3 separate regions of the Mus musculus genome follow, and all the other regions are linked to region 2. The links are chromatin contacts, called in public HiChIP or PLAC-seq and promoter capture Hi-C maps. All regions are on one chromosome and are shown on one strand. The core of a region is the stretch at or near the end of the contact, and the rest is flanking DNA. Distances in the headings are between cores, read along the strand shown.

What was found. Promoter capture Hi-C pulls out the DNA fragments that hold promoters and counts their contacts. HiChIP or PLAC-seq counts read pairs in DNA pulled down with a chosen protein or histone mark.
Region 1: a contact with region 2 is called in a promoter capture Hi-C map of the C10 cell line, with 2.2 times the contacts expected there. The contact joins the promoter of Slc26a9 here to the enhancer-like site in region 2. A contact is called at or near these places in 5 of 39 promoter capture datasets (the C10 cell line, hippocampal neurons, liver and 2 more) and 1 of 115 datasets of contacts at active chromatin or transcription factors (pancreatic cancer cells).
Region 3: a contact with region 2 is called in a FOXA1 HiChIP or PLAC-seq map of pancreatic cancer cells. The contact joins two enhancer-like sites.

The regions. Positions count from the first base shown.
Region 1 is chr1:131,742,673-131,746,971 of GRCm38.p6, reverse strand. Slc26a9 (solute carrier family 26, member 9) reads right to left here and starts at 2,950. Exons shown (of 21, transcript NM_177243.4): 1 at 2,859-2,950.
Region 2 is chr1:131,116,296-131,120,920 of GRCm38.p6, reverse strand. No RefSeq gene overlaps it. Among named protein-coding and RNA genes, the nearest start is that of Gm51643, 5.8 kb to the right of the region's middle. Within about 2 kb of position 2,235, at least 42 of the 459 cell types and tissues checked have an H3K27ac peak or open chromatin away from gene starts, as enhancers often do. A contact at or near this core is called in pancreatic cancer cells, where this site is marked.
Region 3 is chr1:132,093,003-132,097,639 of GRCm38.p6, reverse strand. No RefSeq gene overlaps it. Among named protein-coding and RNA genes, the nearest start is that of Gm37120, 7.3 kb to the left of the region's middle. Within about 2 kb of position 1,884, at least 57 of the 459 cell types and tissues checked have an H3K27ac peak or open chromatin away from gene starts, as enhancers often do. A contact at or near this core is called in pancreatic cancer cells, where this site is marked.

The DNA.
Region 1 (4,299 bases), core at 1,701-4,200, 630 kb before region 2:
CAGCCTCTTCTGACTCCGTAGGCACCACACACACAACAAAAGGGAGCAAGATTGAGAGAGGAATCAGAGATGAGATGAATTGATCCCTAGTTAAACACACAGCCCTGGTGGGTCAAGTGTTCTGCGGCTGTCGGTCATCGTTGTGTATTGAGCCCTGCCCTATCACAGTGTGAGCCCCTCCACTGGAGGGATTTCAGGTGCCGAGTGACAGTACCGAGGAACAGGAAGGTGACTCTCACTGTGGATAAAAGGGGGAGGGCATCCTGAAGAGCTAGAGGTGGGCTCTTTAGGACTTAAGAGGGTTGGAGAGAGAGAGAGAGAGAGAGAGAGAGAGAGAGATGGTTACACAGACAATTCCTAAACCTGGGCTGGGGAAGGAATGAGATCATCCAGGCATTGGAGGAATCTAGGGATCTTGTACAGCTGAGGAGCTGGAGAAAGTGACAGATGGACTCTGTGGGGACCCCCTCAAACAAGTTCCTACAAAGGAAAGCTCACTGGGCCCCCTCCCTATGCCAAACTAGATCTGTGAATCCTCTTAGAATGCTTGAGGGGTTGAGCTCAGCGTGATGCCCAAGGGAATGAACTGGGGTGCTGGGCCCAGGGAAGCAGTCAATCCTGGCCATTTGTTTTTATCATGACTGTGTCTGGAAGAGTCCCTTCCTAGCTAGGCAGCTCACTTGTCTTTCCGTGCCTTCCCCTTTCCTACTTATTCCTATGCTCCAGTCACAGGCCCTCCCACTCTGAGTCTTTTCTGTAGGAGAAGGGACATTGGGGAACAGAAAGGTGAGCGCCTGCCCCTGGATTTCTGTCATGTCTGGAGGTGACCCTGTCACTGTAGCCCAGAGTGACTTCCTTCCTAAGCCCTGGCTGGGGGAAGGGTGCCTCGGGATTTTTCCTTGACACACCTTGCCAGACACTGGGGCAGACCTAGGTTGGCAGATTCCTTATCACAGGACTCTACCTGTCGGATGGCTATGTTCTGGGGAGAGGAGAGGTCACCTTGAGGTCCCCTGGGCTCCAAGGACTTGTTCCTTGCCTTCTTCATCAGGGGTAACTATCCCGAGAAAGGCAGCCTCTGTCTGGCTAGAGTGGGGACATCAGCTGGTGACAGGAGAGAAGGTTGGGATCCTGGCTGGAGACTGAGGTCCTGGCAGGCAGAAGGAGGCTGTAGGAGCCTGTGTGTCCCTAAGGCATTTTGAAATGTTCTCTCTTTCAATTGTCATGGAATTTCTGGTGCAAATCTGTAGTCCCTTTCTAACCCCAGGCTGATGCCCTCCTCTGTTGTGGAGGAGGATGTCCTCAAGGCAAATGTTGACTCCGTGGATGCTCTGGGACTGCATCCTTTAAAGGGGACTCCCTGTTGTGTGGGAGTCTCAAGTCTCCATTCTGTATCTCCAGGCCCACCCACCCTGCTGCTTTCCCTGTTGAGAACAGATGACCTGGGGCTAAGTTCCAGTAGAGGCCGTAAGGTGAGACGCTGAACAGAGTCTAACAGTGAGACCTGTACAAGGTCACAAGGTCCCTGGAAGGACACGGAATAAGATTCTTAGAAGTTCCTGAAAAGACCAGTGATCCCCGAGAATATAGGTCAAAACCGAAGACAGCACTGAGTGAAGTCTGACCTCCCCTGGAGGATTATATCTTCCAAATCATGACCACGTCACCCTCCATGATTTGGCTCACATCCAGCTGGTCTCCATTTCTTTAGCAAACCTCTAGAGGTCATTTTGTATAGTTTGAGACATTCTCACTAAATTCAGATTATATGTCACTCTGCTGGAAGCCCCTGAGTACTAAGAGATAAAGAAAGACCTTTGCATCAGGATTTCCTAGAGTGAGCCTCAGGGCAGGTCAGACCCCGGGAGGGGCCAGAAAGCCTGGTGGAGTAGCAGAGCTGGTTCTGAGAGCCTGCTGGGGGCGGCAGGGGCTCTGGGGGAGGATCATCTTTGAGTAAAAACACTAAGGGAGAAAAATCCTCTCCCAGTCTGCCCTATTTCAGGGTGGGGAAGGCTTTGCTACTTTAAGGGACCCATCCAGGCATTCTCACCTAACAGGCCTAAGCTCAACTGAATAGTTGGTGTCACGATGATAACAGATTTGCTTGGCCCAGCCTGGAGAACCTCTGGGCTGTTTTCCAGAAGTAGAGACACTGCCCAAGGATGCCTTGGGACCTCTTAGAACTGTGGGCTGGGAGGCTCAGGATCTGGGCGCCTGTGAGTCTGGCTCCTCACCAGTGTACTGGCCCAGACCCTCCCGATGCTGCACCACGAAACGCTCTAAGCTCAATAGAGCCTGTCCCTCACTTGCCTTCAGCTCCTTATCTTCCTCTCCAGTTACCTCTTTTAGCTTCATGGAAGCAACAGGGACCAAATAGGAGTCCACAGAGCTCATGCAGAATACCCCGAAATGGGGAAATAAGCGAGGGAAGGAAAGGGTGTAGAGACAGAAGGACGGGGACACAGCCACTTCGAGATGCACCAAGAGCTAGCTCTCTGCTTCCAGGACTTGAAAAGAAGTAGAAAGTGGAGGGGGTGGCTCAGAAAGGTTCAAGCTCCATTCCTTTTCCTGGAAGGCCCTGTTTGCCTGACTCTGACTGGGTGTCTTTGAGCTCCTCCAATAGAGTCCATTCTGTGTATTCTTCCAGTGAAACTCACCCTAGCAGCTGAGGTCTTTATGGTGCGCTCCACAAGGACTGGAGGGCTGCTCATAGGATCCGGTTCAGAACGTCCTTCCCATGTGTACTCAGGTTCCTAAGCCCCCACCACGTCATCTCTCTTCTGAAGGTACCCCTGGGGCCTGCTCTCTTCCCTGGATAACCCCCAGCCCTTGGGTGGGTTGGGCTGGGTGGGGCTTACCTCTGGGTGAGCAGAGCCGGCTGGGCAGGGCTGCAGGTGTGTCTGGGCAGCGGGCAGCAGAGAGGTGTTCCTGAGGTGTGTGAAAGGGCTCTGCTCAAATAATCCAGGGAGGCGTTTATAAATAACTTCACCTCAGGGCCGCCAGTGAGCCCCGGCTTCTGATTGGCTCGGAGGGGAAGTGGTTTTGAACACTACACCAGAGCTAAGCCTAAGGAGATAGGAAAAGGAGATAAGGGGGGGAAAGGTCCCAAATGAACAGCCCTTTTTTTGTTTTACCTGGGGAGCAGGGCTGTTTGATGGGAGCTTGGCACTTCCTAAATCCACCTGAAGACAATAGGTCACATTCAGCGGGGCCACTACCCTACAGACTCCCCCAAGGCAGTCGGCAGAGGAGGGGCAGCAGGCAGATTCCTCTCTGAGCCTGCTGTCCTGCTACTTATGGGGCTGGGGGTCAAGCCACACAGCCCTTTGGACAATGGATACCATTGAAGCCACCTGAGGGGTTGGGCTCTGTGGCTCTTGCTTTGAAGGTTGGGGATCTAGAGGTGAGGGACAGTGGACCTCTGAGCACCCTGGGAAAGGGCATGAATGGTGTCTGGAGGCCCTGAGGGCCTTGAAATACTCGGAGCTGAGGTGGAGACTTGCTTTCCAGCTCCATCCCCGACCTTAAATCATTGTGAAGACCGTCCCTGTGCAGTGCTCAGAAATATCAGAGATGCCATGAGGCTCAGAAACACTAGAGTAAAGAAGCTTAAGAAACTGGACCTACAGCAAATTTAGGAAAGGTGTTCTGGAAGCCATCAACTCTCTGTACCATCCCTTCCAGGAACCAGAGCCAATGACCATGTTCCCAGATGCCTTTGGGAGCAGAGCTGTGGGTCCCTTGGCCACCAATGCAATGGGAAAGCAGTGTGGGAATCTACCAAATGAGAGTTCCTCCCTGAGCCCATGCGGCTTCCCACCGTCCCCCACGACATCTTGAACTAGACTGTCCCAGCCTTGAGTTGTCCTTCTATTTCTCTAAGATAAAACAGAAGCTCTGAAATTTGATATAGGGGTGCTCCAGCAAAGCACTGTTGGAAGTGCCCCTGGGAAGGTGAAATGAAGTTGCTTTGGCACATAGTAGGGACTCAACAAATATCTGTTGAATGAATGAAAGAATGAATTGTCTGCAAGCCCAGCCCAGTGGATAGTTTGAAGATGTATTGCTTGTGGGGACTAAGGAAATACCCAAGGTCACTCAAAGGTGTCGAGGTGTAGCCAGGATGCCAGGGACCCAAGTATGCCTGCCACTCCAGTGGGGGGGAGAACGTGTCAGTGAACACTGTCTTGGAGCCCTTCCCCGTGCTCCTGCATAGATGGCATGTTTCCCTCCTGCAGTATTTCCTGCCTTGGTGTTATAACATGGAGCACAGCCAGTGGGCATGATGTGCTGGGTAGT
Region 2 (4,625 bases), core at 986-3,485:
AGAAACCTCACAAGTGAGGGTGCCGGTCCTTCTTTATGGGGTGGAGGGGGGCAAGAAATATAGTGAGAAAGAGCAACTCAGGTCAGGGAGGGAGCTTGCTGGTGGGATCGGCTCAAAGCTAGTGCAGGCTGGCACCAGGAGACAATGCTAACATGAGTGAGGGCAATGCGGATCAACTGTGGTAATTTAGGCAACTTAAAAGTTCCATGACCAAATCTTAATTTGGCCAGGGCAGTTGTTTTTGTAATACCAACATACGCACGCACGCATGGACGCACACACTATTCTGTCCTGGCTTTGCCCCCTGTTACATTCCTGTCGGCCCTCCCAACACCCAGCTCAGAATGTCAGAACCTATCTTCAGCAAATGGACACTCTCGCCTTCTCTGGCCCCTCCTGGGCCTCAGGATGGTGGACACTTCTCTTTCTGGGCCTCTGTTTTCAGCCTACCTCTTTAGGGAATCTAGGACAGCTCACCGTGAGAGGCTCCCAGGAGGTGTTATCTTCAGTCTTTGTACTGAAGACCCGGAACTAGGTTAAATGATTTCAAAAGCTGAAGCCCTCGTCCGGGGTTCACTGAGCTGCTGGGGAAGGAGCCTTGGGAACAGAGGCCCACTGCTGGGTTCCTCCTGGCAAGAGCCACGCACCTCAGGAATGCCAGCATGCTGTGCGTTGCCCTGCACGCGGTGGGTTGGCTGGATAGTGGCTGGAGGTCTCGGAGAGACAGAGAAGCTGCTCTCTACAGGGTGATGAGCCTTATGGAACGGAAGGCCGAGAGCAAGGGGGCAGTGCTGCAGTAGATTCAAGGAGCCATGGCTAGGGCTGGCGAGATGGCTCAGCGGGTAATAGCTCTGACTGCACATCTGAAGGTCCCGATCTCAAGTCCCAGCAACCACATGGTGGCTCACGACCATTTGTAATGGGATCTGACACCCTCTTCTGGTGTGTCTGAAGACAGCTAAGGTGTACATATATATATATATATGTATATATATGTGTGTGTGTGTGTGTGTGTGTGTGTGTGTATTTTTTAAAGGAGCCATGGCTAGCACAGAGGTCACGCATGAAAAGTCAGGGCCCATTGTCCAGTTCCTTACCAGAAGGTTGGATTTTTCAAGTTAGACTGGGCCTTCGCCCCACTTTCCCATCAAAAATCCAAACAAAACAAATGTAACGGTCAAATCCCTGATGTTTGCATATGTATCTGGCAAGGAAAGTATTGAAGGAGAGGAAAAGAATAATTTGATATTTTAGGAACTATTCTAACACTTCATGGAGATTGTGTCTAAGGCTAGGGACAAATGCCTGTTTTCTTGAGTTGGAGATTTAAGGGTTAAGTGGAGGTCTGGGACATAGGCAGACTGAGGGACACGAGGTCCTGGGGTATAATCAATAAACTTGTCAGAGGCAAGGGAGGGCCCATGGATGGTATGGAGCAGGTTATGTGGAGTCTGTGGAATGGAGCTGGGTAGAGTGTGGAAGATGCCCTGTAGATACTGGGCCTAATCCCTAAGAGGGGGCAGCTCAGAGACTATAGAATGTGGACCAGGATAGGAAACCCTTAAGGAATAGTGAAGGGGCTGGAGGGGTGACAGCTGGTGACTTGCTGCTCTCAAAGAGGAACAGAGTTCTCCTCCTGGCACCTGTGTTGGCATCCACATTGGGTGGCTCACGTTGGCTTATAATGCCAGGGGCCTGACTCCCTCTTCTGGTCTTCTCTGGCACTGACACACAAATGCATGTACCTGTGTGTGTACAGTGTTTGAGTGTGTCCACAGATACACACACACACATAGATAGAAATAAGATAAATCTTAAAAAAAATAGGCACCCTGATGCGCCCAAGGGCCAAGCACATAAGGAAGAGAGAGAGTTTGTTGGAATCCTGAGGAGCCCTGGCTGTGGGTGAGGATGTAAGAGAGGGCTGCCCACTCGCCAAAGCTTCACTCTGGTGGAGGAAGGAGGCCCTGCCGTCTTTGGGCTGTGTGGGGACCCAGAAGAATAAAGAACCCGATTTCACTTTCTCTCATCTTCACGCAACAGTAAGAATTCACTGGATTCATAAGCCTGGGAAGTTCAGCTCCATGGGCTGAACACACCTCCCACTCGCAGCAAGCCCTTATCCCACGTAGGCATAGAAGTCGGATGTGTTTGATAAGGTCTAATATTAGTCTGAGCAAACTTTTAGAAAACCACAGAGGCGGGAGTGACTAATAGCCTCAGGCAGGTGACTGCCGAGTAGTGCCCTTAACGAGAAGGATTTGTCATGCAAGGAAGGGAATTCCTGACACACAACTTGAAATGTGTAGGAACAGCAAAAAGCAAAAAAAAACGCTCCGGAGCTGCAGAGAAGGCTCAGGGTTTAAGAGGGTGTACTGTTCTTGCTGAGGACTGGTCTTCAATTCCTCGTGTCAGACAGCTCACAACCTCCTAAAACTCAAGTTCCGGTGCCTCTGGCCTCAGGGTCACCATCTCTCACGTGACTGTACACCCACAAAGACCCCCTCCCCAGTGTATGTGTGCAATTAAACCAAATAACAAAACTTTAAAAATGTGACAAAGAGTGGCCAGAGCAGAGGACGCAGGAGGAAGAGAAGCTGGAGAGGGGTTTAGCTTGCATCAAACAACATACCTCCAAGTAAGGAGCACGTCGGTTGTGCAGACAAGGAACCAGAGGGGGTCCTAACGTGGCAGTAGAGGGATGGCTTTTCCAATTCACTAGCAGGAAGCAATGTTTGCACAAGTACCATCCAGGACCTGGGATGGGATCCACCTCTCACCTCCCCATCCTCACTTCTACCACATACCCCACCTCTTACCCCCCCTCCTCACCTCTACCACACCTCCACCTCTCACCTCCCCATCCTCACTTCTACCACATACCCCACCTCTCTCTTCTCCCTCCTCACCTCTACCACACCCCCACCTCTCACCTCCCCATCCTCACCTCTACCACACCCCCCACCTCTCACCTCCCCATCCTCACCTCTACCACACCCCCCACCTCTCACCTCCCCATCCTCACCTCTACCACACCCCCCACCTCTCACCTCCCCTTCCTCACCTCTACCACACCCCCCACCTCTCACCTCCCCATCCTCACCTCTACCACACCCCCCACCTCTCACCTCCCCATCCTCACCTCTACCACACCCCCCACCTCTCACCTCCCCATCCTCACCTCTACCACACCCCACCTCTCACCTCCCCTTCCTCACCTCCTCTCTGCACAAACCTGTTGTCATCTAAAGCTCATCACAGCTCTGACTTGGCATCAAGCTGTCAAGGCTCACTGAGCTGAATGTGTCTCTGGTTCTAGGATGAGGTGGATCAAGAGCACCCAGGAAGCCTGTTTACTAGTCACTTTCAGGTACTATAGGAAAATGAGGGAGGCTGTGAACTTTATAAATGGGGGAGCTGTAAGTCAGGGAGCAGGGCAGTGTTGTATGTTGAGCTTCTGGCTGACACTCCTGGGTGAGTTAGCTCCATTACAGTTGTGACTTTGAGACAGAGAGATGTATTGATTAGACAGCACCTAGGGCCGAGGCTCGTCTTGCCTGTTCATAATGACCTCACACTAGACCAAATGAGGGGTTTGTGAAAGCAGCTGAAGACACAGCATCAGTGATCCAAGTGCACTCTCTCAAGGTCTCGGCGCCCGCCCGTTACCTTACTAGACTCGCAACACAGGAGGTGCCACACCTAAGCTGTATCTAAATCATAGCGTCCTTCCTCCAACTTTGGCCCCATCCTCAAACAGGACAACAGGAGAACCGGATGGACCCTGCCGAGGCAGGTGGGACTTGGGAGCTGATAATCCTAGAAACAGCATGCAGCTCCAGAGATTTTCAGTCTTCCTGGTGTTCTTTTCCAAACGTTGTGGCTATTCCCCCCAGGCCTGATAGCTGAAGAACACTAAAAATAGGCCAGCTCATTTCAATTTAATTAGCCATTCCTCTGAGATCGCCAGATGGAACGAAGCAAAGACAGATGCGCTGGGGGCATCAGAAGTGGGAGTCGGTTCTAAATGTGGTTTTTGTGAGCCCAGACAAAGGCACGCTGCAGCCTGCGGGGACCACAGTCTGGCTGTTGCTCCTAGGTGCTGGCCAGGCACTGGGGAGAGCTGGTGGGTGAGGAGGGTTGGTAGGGGGTCTGCGGCTGGGGCAGGGGCAGAGAAGAGGCTCCAGGCCTCGGGAAAGCAGGCTACTTCCTCCTCAGGCTCGAATGTGTGGTCCCTGTGGAGGCACCTGCTTGTCTAGCTCCCGTCTTAGGGGTCTGTGGACAGGAAACATCCCACAGCAAGAAAGGGTTGGGATTGCCGCCAAGTGAGGTGAGGACTCTATTTCTGGAGCCCTTAAGAGTGGGAGAAACTGCCAGTTCCCCGGGGTCAGATATTTTCCTTATCTGAAAACAGGGTGACGTGCACAAAGTAAAATCAGGCAGCTCTTGGACAAAAGGGGTGGTGGTGGTGGTGGTGTTAAAAGGCCCTTAGAGGGCTGGTGAGATGGCTCAGTGGGTAAGAGCACCCGACTGCTCTTCCGAAGGTCCAGAGTTCAAATCCCAGCAACCACATGGTGGCTCACAACCATCTGTAACAAGATCTGATGTCCTCTTCTGGAGTGTCT
Region 3 (4,637 bases), core at 635-3,134, 980 kb before region 2:
GGATGGAATAGCTTTGGGATGTTGTTGAGGATTAAGCATCTCCATAGACCCCAGACGTTCACAGTCCCAGGGAACTCTGTAACCACAGAGTTATCGAAAGCCAACGTGAGAATTCTGTATCCGAGTTCTGCTTGGACACTCGGCAATTCTGGATGACTGAGCCTTACTGGGCCCCAATCCTTCCCACCTTTAATGGGATAAGTTTGCCACCCATATGCATCATTGTGGAATTCTGCAAAGTGGGCAGGCAGTAGTCTCTGAATGAACTAGAAGAGCCTTCTCATGTTTTGAGAAATACCACCAGAGGGCTTCCAGTAGGCTCAATATGGGGAGTTGAGAGCCAGGTGTTTCGTGAGTGGTCAGGTCTCAGAGTCACGACCTGGGATACAGATAGGATGACATGAGCAGAGACAAGGTCAGATGTTAGGTTGTTTTCAGAACTCCGAAGTAGACAGCATAACCCTAGCAGGACAGCTTCATGGGTTAAGGACATAGAGTTCATATCCTTACTGGACAACTAGCTAACTGAGCCACCCTGGTCCTCAGTATCCTATGTGCAAAATATAATAAACGTACTCACTTCCCAACACAGAAAAGGCTTGGCACACATTAAGGGATCAGTAAATGTTAGTCACGATTGCCTATTGACGGAAGATTTTGAGTGTAGGGGGAATCTAAATTAGTCCGGAGTCTCTGTTTGTGTCCTTGCCACATCCAAGGTTAGTCCTTACCACCCAGGCTGCAAGTGAAGGTGATAAAGAAAGCCAGGGATCAGAGTTCCCAGGTTGGGCTTTCTCCTCTTGCTAAACCTCTCTGTGAATACGGGCCAGGAGGAGGCAGCACTGGCTGGATAGGAGGGTATGTCCACCAGTGTCTCTTAAGCCAGGCCTCTGCCTCCTTAGGCTCAGCTTCCAGTGCTGAGTGGTGGGGTATGGGAAGGAGACAGACATGCAGATTGTGGATCCCTGGATCTTTGCATCTGAGGATCTAGGGAAGAAATGGAATTCTCTGCCTGCTCTGTCCTGTGTAAATCTAAGAGGCAGTCATAGTCACCCTCCTCCACGGAAATGCTCCGCTTGGGTGGGACTCCACTCAGATCTCCTTCCTGCTGCTCTGCAGGGACTGGGAAGGTTCCTGGGAAGGTACAGAAGATTCTGGGTCAAGCATCATGACTTAGTCACTTAACACTACAAGAGGCCACATACCCCTGCTCCCCAGCGGACCTGCCATTTTTGGAGAGCCTCTCCCCTCAGCTTTGGCCATGGGAAGAAGAGCGGCATTGACTGTGGAGCCTGAAAGGATCTGACATCCATCTCTGGAAGAAAGAGGGTGGGAAGGAGGGATGGGTGGAAGAAGGAGAGAAGGGAGGAGAGGGAAAGGGAGAAGAAGGAAAAGAGAGATGCCTTCCAGGCAGCAAGGCATCATAGTGAGTGCCTGAAATCCTAGCATTTGGGAAGTGGAACTTGAGGATCAGGAGTTCAAGGCCTGCCTAGGCTACTAGAAACTCTGGAGAGAAGGAGGAGGAGAGGAAGGGAAGAGAAAAAGGCTGTCTTTTTAAAATCAGTATTTACAGGAAGAATTGGGATAACCCAGGGGTAGATGGCTTCCAACACAAAAAAAGGTCTTAGATTCACACCACCACCACCAATAAGAAAATGTCACCAGGTAGAGAGCCCTAGCAATTGGTGAATACAGACTGTAACCACATTAGGCAGAACACCAAGACTGCGCCCTAGACACCAACAGAAAGGAGACACGGAAGTGTGTGAGGACTTCCGGCCAGCTCCACCACTCGCCTGTCTGCTGGTCTGCCAGAAGGTAGAGGCAGCAGTGGGGTCTGGAGTCACGCCCGCTATGGGAATGCTTATCTACATTGTGAGCCAGGGCCTGGCTTGCACAGATGACTCACACTAGCAGAGGAATCCAGGCCAGCAGGAAACAGGTGGCTACCCTGACACAAAGGAGATACTGACTCTGTTGGACGGTGGTACCATTGGAGCCGGACCCTAGGGCTGAGTGCATTTCTGCAGAACCAGGACAAGCACCAAGGTCTCTGCCCAGAAATCGCAAGATCTCCCTGGTGGAGATAAAAGGGAGGACTGGGAAGCAAGCAGGGGTTTCTATTGCACGTGGTTGAGGCCCTGTGTAGCAGTGCAGGCTGAGGGGCGTGACCATTACCTGACTGTTAGAAGCAATACATGTACATTTTTTAAAAAATGGAGCAAAACACAAGCTTGGGTTGCAGCTCAGTTGGTAGAGTTACTGGATAGTGAGAGTAAAGACCTGGGTTTGGGGTTGGTGAGATGGCTCAGCAGGTAAGAGCACTGGCTGCTCTTCCAAAGGGCCCAAGTTCAAATCCCAGCAGCCACATGGTGACATCACAACCACCAGTAATGAGATCTGACTCCCTCTTCTGTGTGTGTCTGAAGATAGCTACAGTGTATCTATTATCTATAGCTACAGTGTATCTATTTATAATAATAAATAAATTTTTGGGCCAGAGTGAATGGTGTTGACCAGAGTGAGCAGAGGTCCTAAAATTCAATTCCCAACAACCACATGAAGGCTCACAACCATCTATACAGCTACAGTGTACTCACATACATAAAATAAATAAATCTTAAAAAATAAAAAAGACCTGGGTTTGACCCCTGGATCACATGAGAGTGTGACCGTGGGCTGTGCACAGATTATACAAGTATGTATCTCTACAGATACCACACATACGCACACATATATAACACATGCATGGAATCAAAACAATATGTCCTATATAGGCAGTATGTATTTTTACTTGTTGTGTTTTGCAGTGCTGGTGATGAACCCAGGACCTCCCACACGAGAGGCCAGTGTTCTATTACTGAGCTGAAACCCCTGATCCTATAGGCATATTAGTGTAACAAAATCCATATTTTATTTATATTCAAGAGTATGCTATACCAGTTGAGCATCCCTAAATTGGTATCCTCAAAATACTTAACAGTCTGGAACTTTGGGAGCATTGATATGACATCACAAATGTATCCACACCTGCCCTCACGTGCCAGGTTGCAGATAAAATGCAAGTGCAATAAAAATGGGCTGGAGAGATGGTTCTGTGGTTAAGAGCACCAACTGAGGGCTGGAGAGATGGCTCAGTAAATGTATCCACACCTGCCCTCACGTGCCAGGTTGCAGATAAAATGCAAGTGCAATAAAAATGGGCTGGAGAGATGGTTCTGTGGTTAAGAGCACCAACTGAGGGCTGGAGAGATGGCTCAGTGGTTAAGAGCACCGACTGCTCTTCCGAAGGTCCTGAGTTCAAATCCCAGCAACCACATGGTGGCTAACAACCATCCGTAATGAGACCTGACGCCCTCTTCTGTGCATCTGAAGACAGCTACAGTGTACTTAGATTTAATAATAAATAAATCTTTAAAAAAAAAAAAAAGCACTGACTGTTCTTCCAGAGGTCCTAAATTCAATTCCTAGCAACCACATGGTGGCTCACAATCAACAGTGATGGGCTCTGATGTCCTCTTCTTGTGTGTCTGAAGACAGCGACAGTGTACTCATATACATTAAATAAATAATATTTTTAAAAAGTTGTGCAAAATTACCTTTAGGCTAGGAATACAGCTCAGTGGTGGAATGTGTGCTCATTGTGTGCAATGCTTTGGGCTCATAATAAATAATAATGATAATAATAGCAATAATGCCGGGCGTGGTGGCACACACCTTTAATCCCAGCACTTGGGAGGCAGAGGCAGGCAAATTTCTGAGTTCGAGGCCAGCCTGGTCTACAGAGTGAGTTCCAGGACAGCCAGGGCTATACAGAGACACCCTGTCTCGGAAAAAGAAAAAATATAATAGCAATAATAATAATAGGAGGAGGAGGATAAAGAGCAACAGCCACCACTGCCTTTAGGCAATGTGTGTAAAGTGTACATTAAACAGAAGTAAGGCAGTAAGTAAGGCCCACCTGCTACCACATATGGATGCGTCATAGACACAGACAGGCCTACTTTCAGCCACACAATGCAGGTTACCCAGAGGCCCTCCAGCCATGTGGTTGGCTCACAGTGGGAGCCACTATAATATGCAAGTATGTGGTGGACAGATGGGAGAGAAAAAGAAGTAGAAAGTTTGAACACTATGAAGAGAGGTGGAACTGCAGATGCAAGTCTGTTAGTTATGAGTAGCCAGCCCCACCACCTGAGGCCATGGTGAAATCCCAGCTGGTGCTGCCACTAAGTGCCATGTTTGGGTCCTTGGTCATGCCGCAGCAGGTGTTGGTGTTGATGTCTGTGGCTCACATTATCGCTAGAGACCATGAGGACACCCCTAGTCTGGTCAGCTGCCTGAGACCGCATAGCTGTCCAAGTGCTGTGCAGAACTGGTGCTATCCCACACTGCCTGAGGTCCTCTGGAGAACTGGCCCCACCTCTCACCGGCTGCAGCACTCAGAAGAGTGGGCCCTGTACCTTGCCTGGGCAGCACAGCAGAGCTGGCCCTGGTATTGAGGGTGCAGGTGAGCTACTCCAACCAAGGGCTAGAGCATAGGATTGCTGGCCCTGCCACTCCTCTGCTGTGACACAGGGCAACAACAGGATAGCCAGGAGAAGTTCTAGTGAGGACTCAGTATTGATGGTGTGGCA